Regions from separate parts of the Mus musculus genome. Here region 1 is linked to region 2. The links are chromatin contacts, called in public promoter capture Hi-C maps. All regions are on one chromosome and are shown on one strand. The core of a region is the stretch at or near the end of the contact, and the rest is flanking DNA. Distances in the headings are between cores, read along the strand shown.

Region 1 (6,444 bases), core at 625-3,124, 630 kb after region 2:
GATCATCATCAGAATGCATTCATTATACAGAACTAAACTTGTAACCCAGTACTATTGATTTCTCTTGCTAGACAAGAATCCTGAAGGACAGGAGTGCAGCAACCTAAACTTAACCATATCATAAAATCTTATAACTCCTGTAAAGGGAGAACCGTGTGTGGGCTGGCAGGTGCCTGAGGACCTTGTGTTTGTATCACCTTTGCCTTTGTATCACCACATAAAGTGTTTATAAAATGCAAACGTTGGGACCTCTTTAGAGCCACAAGGCCTGGCTCATTCTTCATGCTAATTTAGAACCACAGTGGCTCAAAACAGACTAGTGATTACAAAGCGAGCAACTCCCATTCCCTATTAAGTTCATACATGTGGAGACAAGAGCAAAGCCACTTCAGGTTCACCCACATTCTCATCTAATGCATTCTCCCATAACCACAAGATTAAGAATGTCAGTTTCCAAGTTTCCATATAAATTTTAATACCACATGTACTGAGGGGAGGGTTAGACAGGACCTCAAGTAATCCATGGTGGCCTGACAGTCTGGCTCCTACTCCTAATCCACCTCCCAAGTGCCGGGATTACTAGCCTGAGCCACCATGATAGGTAGGCTAAACTCTTTTGACAAGTTTTGTGGTGTTACTAGAGACAAGCACCCTACCAATGAGGTTCCTCAGAGATGAAGTGTCCACTTCTTTTGCTGCCTTTTCCCGAAACTATCACAGCAAATCAACAGGATCACAGAAATCTTGTTACCTCCAAGGCACCTCCCCAGTTCCACCTGTTTAAGACTTTTTTCTTCCTTTCTTTTTTCCAGTCTTCTGCTGCCCAGCCTAGCCTTGAACGCCTAACCCTGCTTACAAGCAAGTCTGACCACACCAAGCTGTTTAAAAGCAATGCCTGATTTTAAACGTTAGCCAGTAAGCTACACCATATGCAACTTTTCCACAGATGTTAATAAGCTTCACTTGAGGAGCAGGTTCTTCCGCTTTCGCCACTTTCCAAGATTCTGATTTTGGGTGGCACCTGGGAAATGAATCTACATATAGTCCAGGTGCTGTTTATTTATTTATAATTCAGCCTTTCCCAGCTTGGCTCCAACTCGCCATCCTCCTGATTCAGACTACTGAGAGTTGAGATTACAGACCTGTGCCCACCTCGGGTGAATTTTAAGATCAGGTGGTGCCTTCGCCAGGCTCAATCTCATCTCTGGCTAGCTCACACGTTTATAAAGACCTCAGGCCCCTTGGTGTGTATGGTACCATCAATTAGGTAGAAGTTGCAAAGTTGACATCTTCGGACTAAGTTTCAACGTCAGTATTAATTCAACTGCTATGGAATTTCTCTTCTATTACACTTCATGTAAGATCCGGCCGGCCGGAAAGGCCACGTGCTTCCTACAGCAGTACAGCCCTTTCAAGAATATGAGCCGGACATGCAATTAACGCTCAGAAGTTCCCCTTTCCATCACATCCCTCGGAACTACTAGGAAAGACCGCGGGTCCGGAGAACCGGGCCGGGCTCGGCCAGACACCTCTCGCGGCTCGGCACCCAGAAGCCAGTAGGGAAAGGAGGACCAAGGAAAAGCTAGGCAGGGAGGAGTCAGCTTTAGCAAAGACCTCGTAAACAATGGAAAGCGGGAGCCCCACACGGCTACCTATCCCCCGAGGATGCGCGCAACCCCAGCTCATGGGAAGCCGGGGGAGCTGGAAGCGGCGGCCATTACCTGCGTCCAAGCAGCCGCGGGGCCTGGGTCGCAGAGAGCTCCCGGTAGCCGCCACCCAAGGGAGGCGCCCACGCCGGACCGCAGCGCCAGCCTCGCTGTACCCAACCTTGCAACGCCATCTTCCCAACCTCTGCCCCACCATGGCCCGACCTCTCTAACCCCGGCCTAGAAATCACTTCCGGGGCGAAGAAAAAAAAAAAAAAAAAAAAGCCACACAGCGCGGAGGAGTGGTCTAGAGCGCCACCTGGAGGCCGTTCAGTTCCGGTCTTCCTCTTCTCAGACCAGCGCCACCTTGGAAGTTTCTGGTGAGAGTGACTGGGGAAAACTTGAGGCTTTGAGTAACGCTGTGTTATCAGACACCCTCAGGTTATCACATTTAACCACAAGACACCGTTTCACTGTGCTTTATAGTCTCAGAAAAGGGAAATGGCCCTGTACAGTGGCAACCTTAACTCGCCAGGCTTGGACATCTGTCTGATTGTGAAAAGCAGAAAACGATTTATTAAATGGGACCACACTGAGAGGATGAAATTCAATGACTCCCCACGTTCATCTTCCAGGTCTAACATAAAGATAAGGTTTAAATGGAAGGCAAGAAGTGTGCAGTATAAGGAAATTGTGTCCCCTCACCAATCACCCTTCACCCGTCACCCCCGACCCCTGATCCAGCCTCCTTCTCCAAGCCTGCCCCCTTGACAAGTTGCAAATCCTTCTGTAGTTACTGGCTGCCCCCAGAAACTCAGGCTTTTTCCTTCCAGCATGAGATTTCTGGGGTGGTTCCATTACTGAAGTTTGATAGCCAAAGACAGAGCCCCAAGTGTTTCAGTTGAAGAAGCAAGGGAAGGGAGAGGGTCTCCTACACCTGAGTCTGGTTGATCTCTAGACAACTGAGAGTCAAGTATCCCAGCACAATTAACATTTGCTTTGAGAACAATGTTCCCTTTCTACAGGAATGTTTCAAATAAGAATGTTACAGTAGCAGGGAATCATGTGTAATGCCTAAGCATGGCATGTTTCCTTTCCTAACTATAAATCCGCAATTTTCTAGAACTCACAACAAACCTCACTTATAGTAAAAGAGACTTTTTAACTCCCTCTGCAATTTTATGGCCCTTGGTTTATATTATTAGATTGGAGTCTATCAGAAGCACCTCCAGGACTACTCTGTCATCTCATTTATTTCAAGAGGGAAAAGGAGAATGGGTGGGGGTGGGGGTCCCTTAGAAACTCTTCTGTTACTGGTGGTAAAGGTCTGGGCTGAGTGTTTCCAGGCTTCGAGAATGAAGAACATGGGGAGCGACCCTTATTCAGAAAGAGTCAGAACACACTGCATAACTGTGGGTAGCAGCACCAGTGGAGATGCTTAAGGGACCCCAGTCATTGTTTGTAGCTTCTAGATATGGGATGCAGAGGAGTTTGGTTGTTAAGGGATACCCACTTTGTGTGACTCTATGTTTTCATTCACAGATTAAATACACAATTGTTTCTTATTGTCCATGTTTTCAAAGTCAGTGTAGGCCAAATGGGCCAACATAAAGATGGATGGACTGAGCCAACTGAAACCAGAACCAGTGTGGGCCAGCCTGTGTCCGTCATATATATCTCCACCCCTCTTCTCACTCCCCAGACATCACAGGCTGGCCGCCTGACTCTCAGGGTCTGTGCAGAGTCTGCAGAATTTGGCTTGTTTTAGGCTATTTGCTGCATTGCTTTACCTCCCTCCCTCCACTCTACCTTTAGCCACGACTTCACTACCCACCTTGTCCCTGTTGCCCTCCTATTTAATTTCCCTCCTTTAGTTTTTCTCTATCAACCTAGTCCAGCCACTTGCTTTCTTTTTTTTTTTTTCTTCTCATTCATGACGTGCTACCAGTGTTTTGTGGTTTTTTTTCTTTTAGGTTTGGGGGTTTGTTTGTTTGTTTGTTTCTTGAGACAAGGTTTTGCTTGTGTAGCCCAGGCTGACCTAGAACTCACTCTATAGAGCAGGCTGGCCTTCATCTCACAGAGAACCACCTGCATCTGCCTCCCAAGTGCTGGGAGTAAAGGCTTTTTTTCTTAGTTAAGGGTTGTTTTGTTTTGTTTTGTTTCTAATGGAGGCTGGAGGAACAACTGGTGGATTAAGAAGATTTCATTTCCAGAAGCCCCCAGTTTAATTCCCAACACTCATGTTAGGTAACTCACAACTTCCTGAAATTCTAGCTCCAAATGATTCATGCCCTCTTCTGGTTCCTGAACACACACACACACACACACACACACACCAAACCAGGCATGGTAGTGCATGTTTTTAATTCCAATACTTGAGAAATAGAGGCAAACAGATCTCTGAAACTTTGAAGCTAGATAGTCTATATAATAAGACTGTCACAATAAACAAACAAACAAACAAACCACCACAAAATAGCAGCTCAAAACGTTATAGAAACCCACTATTTTGGAAACTAATTAAAAAATATAATTTAAAAAATATCTTGAACACAGGTACCCCCAAAAGACATAAGGTATTAAGTGAACATCCCAGTGCTGTGTGTGTTTGCATCCTTTGAGTTATTGGGTAGGAGCCCTGCACCACAAACAGTATAGCCTATTGCCATTGTTCTTGGTTTCCCACCATAACTATATAGTAAGATTCTATGATGAAGACAGATTTTGGTTGCAGGACAGAAAAATCAAGCTGGAAGTGACCTGGGGACTTCTTTCCTGCTGGCTGTCTTTCATATGCCAGCAAATGCAATTCAGGCCACTGGGGGAGGAAGGTCATCTAAACTGTTACTCAGGATGAGTACTGGGCCGATAGTGATAGGGAGTTTATGAGGAAAGCCAATGACTTCCACATCAGATTTGAGGCCTGCTCTATTGGAGGAAATACATGCCTTGTACCACAAAGATGATCTAATGCCATGGCTGCAAGGTCATCGGCCCTGATGGGAACCTACTTCTGCCATCTTGCTAAATAGACAAGTTATCTAAATGGACATGCCTTCTAAATATTAAATTGCTAGCCACAGATTGGTACGGCCCTCAGCCTCGGCCAGAGAAGCTTGTTACTGCAGTGGACAGTCAAAGCCCTGAGCATAGTGACTGCTGGGTGCTTGGACAGCTTCGTCTGCCACCCAGAGCCCAGAGAACACTGTACAAGGCGGGAACGGGAGGAATACAGGAGACAGAGATGGAGAGGTATGCTCATAAATGCCGCCTCCTGAGCATGTCATGGATGGTACAGTCATGGATTCACCTTGTTGTGCCAGGGAAATGTTAGTGATCCCCCCCAAAACAGACAGGAGCCAATCTGATGCAACTCACAGCAGGGTCTTTATTTTTTTCGAGCTAGCTTGCTCCCCACCCCCCATCCCCAACGCACTGCTGTCACACAGGATGGTTTTGGTGGTGGGGAGCCCCAAATGTCTATGGGGCAAGGCTTTGCAGTAAACAGCAAACAGGAATATGTGTGCAAGCATCTAACTGGAAAGCTGCTGTGCCCTTTAACATAATTGGCTGGTGCTGGGAGTCACATCATAAACTTAACTTCTGCTCCCCTCTGCATTGGTGGTTGTTAGGCAAGGGATGGGCTTGTAACCTGGGAGGTGCAGGTTTGTTGAGGGAATAAACTGGAGACACTGGTCTTGTTGGGGGTGTAATCTGAAAACTCTGCTTGTGTTGGGGATTAGCCTAGAGACTAGAGCTAGGCTCAGGTTCTGTTGGCGGGCAACTTGGAAACTAATGCTAGGCCTAATACCAGCCTGTTAGTCTACCTGAATTCAAACTTAGGTCAGGTTCTCTAAAATGAAGTCTGAGTTTAAAAGATGTGGCATCTCAACCTCAGCTATGATTACTGCCACAGATTATATCCACAACATTGGCCAACATTCCAACAGGCAGCACAGTGGGTTACAAAAACAAAACAAGCCATGGAAAAAGGGAGAAGACGGGTGGGTAAGAAGGGCATGTTTTAGGAGCCTTCTGGGGAGAGTGGGAGGTAGGAGTTAGGGATGGACAGAATTAAGATACACTGTTCACATGTACGAAGTTATCAATGAATAAAGAACTTTTTAAAGAGGGAATACTGAAGAAAAACAGACTGAATTATTGGAAATGGAAATTTTAATACATCAAATAAAAGACGTCACAAAACTCCACCAATAGACTATATCAAGAGAAGGACAGAATATCAGGGTTTGAAGGCAAGGTAAGGGATGGTAGCATTCAATAACAAAGATAGACAGATAAGAATGTGAGAATACAACATCAAAAAACCAAAAAAAAAGAAAAAAAAAAAAAAGAATACAACATCACAGAGAGATGAGATGCTGCAAAGAGGCAAAACCTACAAAATGGGAAAATTTCCATACTAAAAAAATAGAAAATATTTTAAAAGCGTAGCAGAAAGCTTTTCCATTCTAGGGGAGTTAGAGCCATCCATGTGGACGGTGACCATGAGACTGTGAAGCCTCTCCCAGGCCCTGCTTTAGCTAAAACCCTAAATATACAGGACGGGGAAGTGACAGTCACAGATAAAGGGAGCCCCTTCAAAATCACAGGTTTCTCAGGAGAAACTGTAGAAACCAAAAAGGCTTGCCAATCCAGACTGCTGGGAGGTGTGGCCAGAGACTGGAGGGTCCTATGACTCCCCCAGACCCTCCTAGGAAAGCAGATCAATAGCCCAGAACGCTAACCTGATGATTTCTGGAAAGTAGGCACAGCATCATAGTGGTGCTGACCACAG
Region 2 (6,077 bases), core at 1,908-4,407:
ACCTCCCAGGGGAGCCTCTTGCAGGCCCTAATGTCAAGCAAGGAGAGTTCTCTTCCTCAGGACAATTAAACACCACTGCTCTGAAAGCAGACACCATGGGACCAAATAACAAGGCTGAGACAAATTCTATAAACAACTCAAAAAAAAAAAAACTAACAAGGGGCCAAAAACGAATATTTTGACAAACTTCTACAGAGGATCAAAGGCCCATGCTAAGAATTTTAATAAACAATATTGAAATTGAAGGAATGGTTGACACTGGAGAAGATGTCAACATTATTTCTTCAAAATCTTGACCTGCAGGTTGGACAGTTCAAGAAGTAGGCATCAAATTTCAAGGAGTTAGAACTTTATTCCAAATAAAGCAAAGCACCAGATATCGTAAATGTACAGAGCCTGAAAGTCATACAAGAAAATTAAGGTCATATGTGGTTGATATAGCCATAAACTTATGAGGAAGAGATCTGTTATAAAAGTGGAAAACAAAAATTAATATCCCTTCAGTTTCAGAGACTGGCCACAAAACCAGTCAGGCTTCTAACCAAAAACAAAATAAAAAAAATAAATAAATAAAATTAGTTACACAGTGTTATCAAAGATAGTTACAGACTGTCCAGGCTGTTCATAAACAAGACAAAGCAGGAGCTAACAATTCAGCTTTACTTCAAGGATCTACGGCAGATAAAACACAAACAGCATAACCATTTAGAAGGTTAACTGACCAACCTATTTGGACTGATCAATGGGCTATGACAAATGAAAAACTACAAGATGTAGAGCATCTAGTCCAGGAGTAGCTGGAGTCTCAGCATATAGGGGGCCCACCAGCCGTTGGAAATCTCTGGTATTTGTCATCAAAAAGAAGTTTGGCAAGTGGAGGATGTTAAAAAGTCTCAGAGAAATTAATAAGATTATTAAGCCAATGGGTTCTCTGTGGCCTGGAAGCCCATTGCCTTCTGTGTTGTCTAAGGAATGGCCTATCATAGTTATTGATCTAAAAGATTGCTTTTTCACACTTCCTCTAAATAAATATGATAAAGAGAACTTTGATTTCTCAATACCTACCTTTAATAGAAGTTGTCGAATAAAAAGATATCATTGGAAAGTTCTACCATAAGGAATGTTAAATAGCCCCATCTTTTGTCAATATTTTGTACAACAGCTATTGGAGATGATTCATAACAGTTTCCTCAATCCATTATTTAATCATTATATGAATGATATTCTATTGGCTGCTTCATATATGAATATCCTAAAAGAAATAGTTGATGATGTTAAAAAAAAAAACTTGCTTTGCTGGGGATGGCCAATCACCCCTGAAAAAGTACAGAGAGGGGATTCTATTAATTATCTACAATATAGAATAAGTCTATGAAGGGTTAGACCACAAAAAGTACAAAACAGAAGAAACCAATTAAAGAATCAATGAATTTCAGAAGCTAATAAGAGATATTAAAAGGCTATGGCCTACAACTGGCTTGTCTACTCAGTCAAGGCTGAGAAAGAGTTAGCTCTAGTAGAAGGGAAATTACAAGATAAACATCTAGATTATATGTATTCAAACATGGACTGCATCTTAGTTATCTTTCCTTCTACTCATTCACCTACAGGAATTCTTATGCAGAGGAATATTACACCTTAGAATGGATATTTTTAGAACATAAACAGAGTAAGAAATTAAAAGCCTACATAGAATAAGTTTCTGAATTGATACTAAAAGGAAAAGAGGGATGTTGACAATTAGTTGGGATGAATCAGCTGAAGTTGTGGTACCTTTTACTAATGCAGAGATTGCCTTTGTATGGGCACAAGATGAACATTGGCAAAGAGCAGACGGTATTACTTAGGAGAGATTAAGAACAAATACCCCATTTAAAAAAAGAAGAAAGGGGAGATTAAAAAAAGAACAAATACCCTAAAAGCAAGCTACTTCAATTTGTAAAAAGGAACTAATTGGATTTTCCCTCTTATAATAAAAAGAACTCCAATTTCTGGAACCTCAACATTTTATACTGATGCTAATAAATTAAAAAAGGGAAGATACAGTTCAAAAGATGTAAATAAAGTGGTTGAGGGTCCCTATAAGTAGGATTCAAAAAATCTGAATTATATGCAATGCTTATGGTTATCAGATTTTCAAGAGTCTCTTAATATAGTAACTAACTCTCAATATGCAGAAAGGGTTGTTTTACACATAAAATCAGGATGATTCTGAACTGAATCCACTATTTACTCAGCTACAACTAATGATCAGAATTAGGAGTCATCCACTATATATAACACATAAGATCCCATACAGGTCTGCCAGGTCCTCTGGCATAAGGTAATAATGGAATTGAAAGGATGTGTGCTACAGGCTTTGGAACTCCATTTAAAAAATGTTAACAGTAAAGGTTTAAAGAAAGAATTCTCTATCATCCTGCAGCAAGCCAAGGAAATTGTGAAGCAATGTCCTACTTGCTCATTTTATAATCAAACTCCATTACCCACAGAAAGTAACCCTAAAGGTACCCAAAGAAATGAAATTTGTCAAATGGATATGTCCCACTTTACAGAATTCAATAAACTGAAATGTGTCCATCATACTATAGAAACATATTCAGTATTTCAATAGGCCACTGCCTTAGCTTCAAAAAAAGCTGATTCTGTAAGTATGCATTTGTTAAACATTATGGCCATTACAGGTATACCCATTATAAATTAAAACAGACAGTGAGCCTGCATATGTCTCTAATAAGATGAAGCATTTTTTTACATATACTGCAGGACAAGTTCCCATCTGGTTTGTAAAATAAACTTCAATTGGTTGTTCCTCAAGATGGCTGGTAGCATCATAAGTAAACACCTCCACTCTGTTCTGTAGAGCTTTACAAGGGTCCTTGACACTTCATATCTGGGAGTCTAGAAAAATAAGTGTTTGACGTAGGAACAAGGGGACCACATCTCTCTAAGCCAGATGTGTGCTATTACCTATAAGTCACTTAGAAGAAACCTAGACCCTGCAGGATCTCTTAAATCTTCCATATGCTTCACTCAACCCCTTAGGAATGTGGAAAGAACTAAGACACCTCCAAAAAGGGCAAGTGCATTTCATAAGTAAGCAAAAACCACAGTTGTTGCCAAGATTGCATAAGCTTCCTGTTTAAACTAATGAGTGTAAAAAGAGAAACTGTAGAAATTTTTCCTTCTTTGATCTCCTCCTCATCAAGAGCACTGTTCCCATGGCCCTTGTACCTTTTTCTTTAAATTTCATTCACACAATAGCTTTCTCCTTTTAAAGTGACCGTTATTCATAAAATATAGCATTTAAAGAATGGCATATATCTTTCCACTTGAGCATCACAAAAAAATTTGTTTTAATTACAAAATCTAGGAATATAGACTTGAGCTAAGGCAGTAACCAAATGGGAAACTTTTGGGTGATAGAACGGTAGGAGTTTGTGAGAGTTCAATGAGAAGGTGAATAGCAAAAAGAATGAAAGAATGTTGGTCTCTTCCTTAGGGTTTCTTTAACTATTAATTATTCCTTCCTTAGAAAAACAAAGAAAAGAGCTTTTATGCATTTGCTTGTGAGCATTCATAATGGTAACCAGACATGAGACAGGTCTTGTTTGCTAGATCTATCCCTTTCCTTCTTCACATAATTTTTTTTTTTTTTTTTTTTGCAGTTAGACAGTCAACTGTGTGCCTCATTCTGAAATCCCATGATTAATGTTAGAGGATATTTTGCAAGAAGTAAATATTTTCTAGAAGTTAGACACACTAAGATCAGTTTTTGACAGCTTAACTGTGGTGATACTAATATTAACCCTATGATGAAGACAAAAGGCAAATGCAGAAACTCTAAGACAGAAAGAAACCCTTCAAAAACACAGGATCCAAGCAAACAACAGCTGAACTCTTAATTTGATAAATGAAAAGGAAGGTTTTTTCCCTAGGCACATCTTTAGTTATATAATGGAACCCAAAGTAAAATAAGATTCATGTTAGAAGTTCACATGAAGCCTCTAAACATGTTTGAAAAGTACTTATAATGTTTTTGAGTTCTTATAAGAAAGATATTTTAGGTGATGTATATGACTATTCTGGTCAAACATAGAAGACTGAATAACACTGCTTTCTAAACATAGAAAAGGTGGTTGTGGTGGTTTGAATAATAATGGCTCCTGTGGGCTCATCTATTTGAATGCTTACTCATCAGGGAGTGGCACTATTGAGAAGGATTAAGAGGATGAAAAGGTGTGGCCTTGTAGTACATGTGGCCTTGTTTCAAGAAGAATATCACTAGGAGTAGACTTTGGCCTTCAAAACTCTGTGCCAGACCAGGTTCTCTCTGTTTTCTCTCTAATATCTATGGATATGGATATAAAGCTCTCAGTTCCAGAGCCATGACACCCTATATGCCACATGCTCCTTACTACAATGATAATAAACTAACCCTATGAAACTCTTGAATGCCCCCTTTTATGAATTGCTATGGTTATGGTATTTCTTCATAGCAAAAGAACAGTGACTAAGACAAAGGCTTTTCTAAAAAGTGACCTACCTAGCCCTGGCCTTCATCTAAAGCTAGTTTCACCTTGGAAAGTTCCAGACAAGCTCTGTGCTGTAGTTCAAATTCAAAGAAAAAGTCAGATGCATGTAAACTAAACTGGCTCGGAGACAATGTCCAATGATGCCTTATATTCCAGAAAAGTGACTCTGACAGAACTTAACTTCATTCTTGAATGTGGACAGAGCACATCTTGCTTTTCCCTCTCTACAAATGGGAAGAATCTATTAAAAGTCTTTTTTAAATCTCTTACTGAAGATGTTTAAAATGTCCTCTGAACATGCTGGAATTGTTTAGTCTTCAGCATTTATGAGAGGAGTGCACAATGTTTCCCCTCTTTTCTTGGTGTACGTGCATGTGTATGTGTGTGGGTGTATGCATGTGTGCCTCTGTGTGTGTGTGTGTGTGTTTGTGTGTGTGTGTGTATATTTGTGTGTGTGTGTGTGTGTATTTGTGTGTGTGTGTGTGTGTGTATTTGTGTGTGTGTGTGTGTGTGTGTGTGTGTGTGTGTGTGTGTGTGTGTGTGCGTTTAAATGAGTGAGTCAGATGAAGAGTCATCCTACTGGGGTAAGTTGGCAGGCACAGGTGGAGTTATATATATGGTTTTTACATGTAAGCATAGGGTGAGTACAGCCCTTAAAACTTCACAGAGTTATACTATGATAGTAAACCACATGATCTGGCCCCTTGACAGCTTCAGAATAAAGACACCTTGGAACTGCCTCTTAGGTCCTTAAAGTCTGCTTGTGACTTGAGGACATTTAACTTACCATTTCCAAAGGAGTCTCCTTCGAAATCAAAGGCCTGAAGGTGGATATTCATTGTTTTCATTTGAAGCTGAGCTGACAGCTGGATGCTCTGCTCACTGACACACTTGAAGGAATGCCCAACTACTGTCTCAAACATCATCAAAGTATTCTTCTTTCCCTGGTAAGTCTTCTCTGAAGACAAAGTAAAATATGATATGTGACAAACCTGACAATATTAATTGAGTTCCAGGTGCCACTACTATGCTCATGTATAGCCAGTTGCCTTCCATCAGTTGGGGTAACCTTAGAGTCCTGCCATCTTTTATTCATGAAAAAATACTCTAGGTGTACAGACTACTTTTATGGCAATTTTACCACTTTTGTTAAAATTAACAAGTTGGCCTAAGATGATGTACTAAATTATCTATTTATACTACTATATCATGTGATATAAATCTGTAGTTTTTTATCTATTATCTCCCTACCCACATATCATTCATTGGCCTATCCTATTGCTGCCATCCCCATTAACATTAAGTCTTATATCAGTACTGTAATGATAATGAACCGCTATTACTAATACTAGTACCGGTACCACAATAACATGAAAACCACCATTACTGTTTCTACTATTCTTTCTGCTAATATTGCTGAGCTCTTAATTATATGAACATAGAACTGGTATCCCTATAAGCCTCTAAGTTAATCTCTAGTTTGATATTCCTTTCCCACCTTTCATAAGAGTTGACTGCACTACTACTGGCTAAAATCTTGTT

The links. Promoter capture Hi-C pulls out the DNA fragments that hold promoters and counts their contacts.
Region 1: a contact with region 2 is called in a promoter capture Hi-C map of pre-B cells, with 6 times the contacts expected there. The contact joins the promoter of Parl here to the enhancer-like site in region 2. A contact is called at or near these places in 7 of 39 promoter capture datasets (3T3-L1-derived adipocytes, the C10 cell line, embryonic stem cells and 3 more), 3 of 115 datasets of contacts at active chromatin or transcription factors (the 230-238 cell line, embryonic stem cells and large pre-B cells) and 3 of 9 other capture datasets (adipose tissue, liver and macrophages).

The regions. Positions count from the first base shown.
Region 1 is chr16:20,300,488-20,306,931 of GRCm38.p6, forward strand. Parl (presenilin associated, rhomboid-like) reads right to left here and starts at 1,875. Exons shown (of 10, transcript NM_001005767.4): 1 at 1,722-1,875. The coding sequence starts at 1,840.
Region 2 is chr16:19,668,069-19,674,145 of GRCm38.p6, forward strand. Lamp3 (lysosomal-associated membrane protein 3) reads right to left here. Exons shown (of 6, transcript NM_177356.3): 5 at 5,323-5,493. Among named protein-coding and RNA genes, the nearest start is that of Lamp3, 35 kb to the right of the region's middle. Within about 2 kb of position 3,158, at least 10 of the 459 cell types and tissues checked have an H3K27ac peak or open chromatin away from gene starts, as enhancers often do.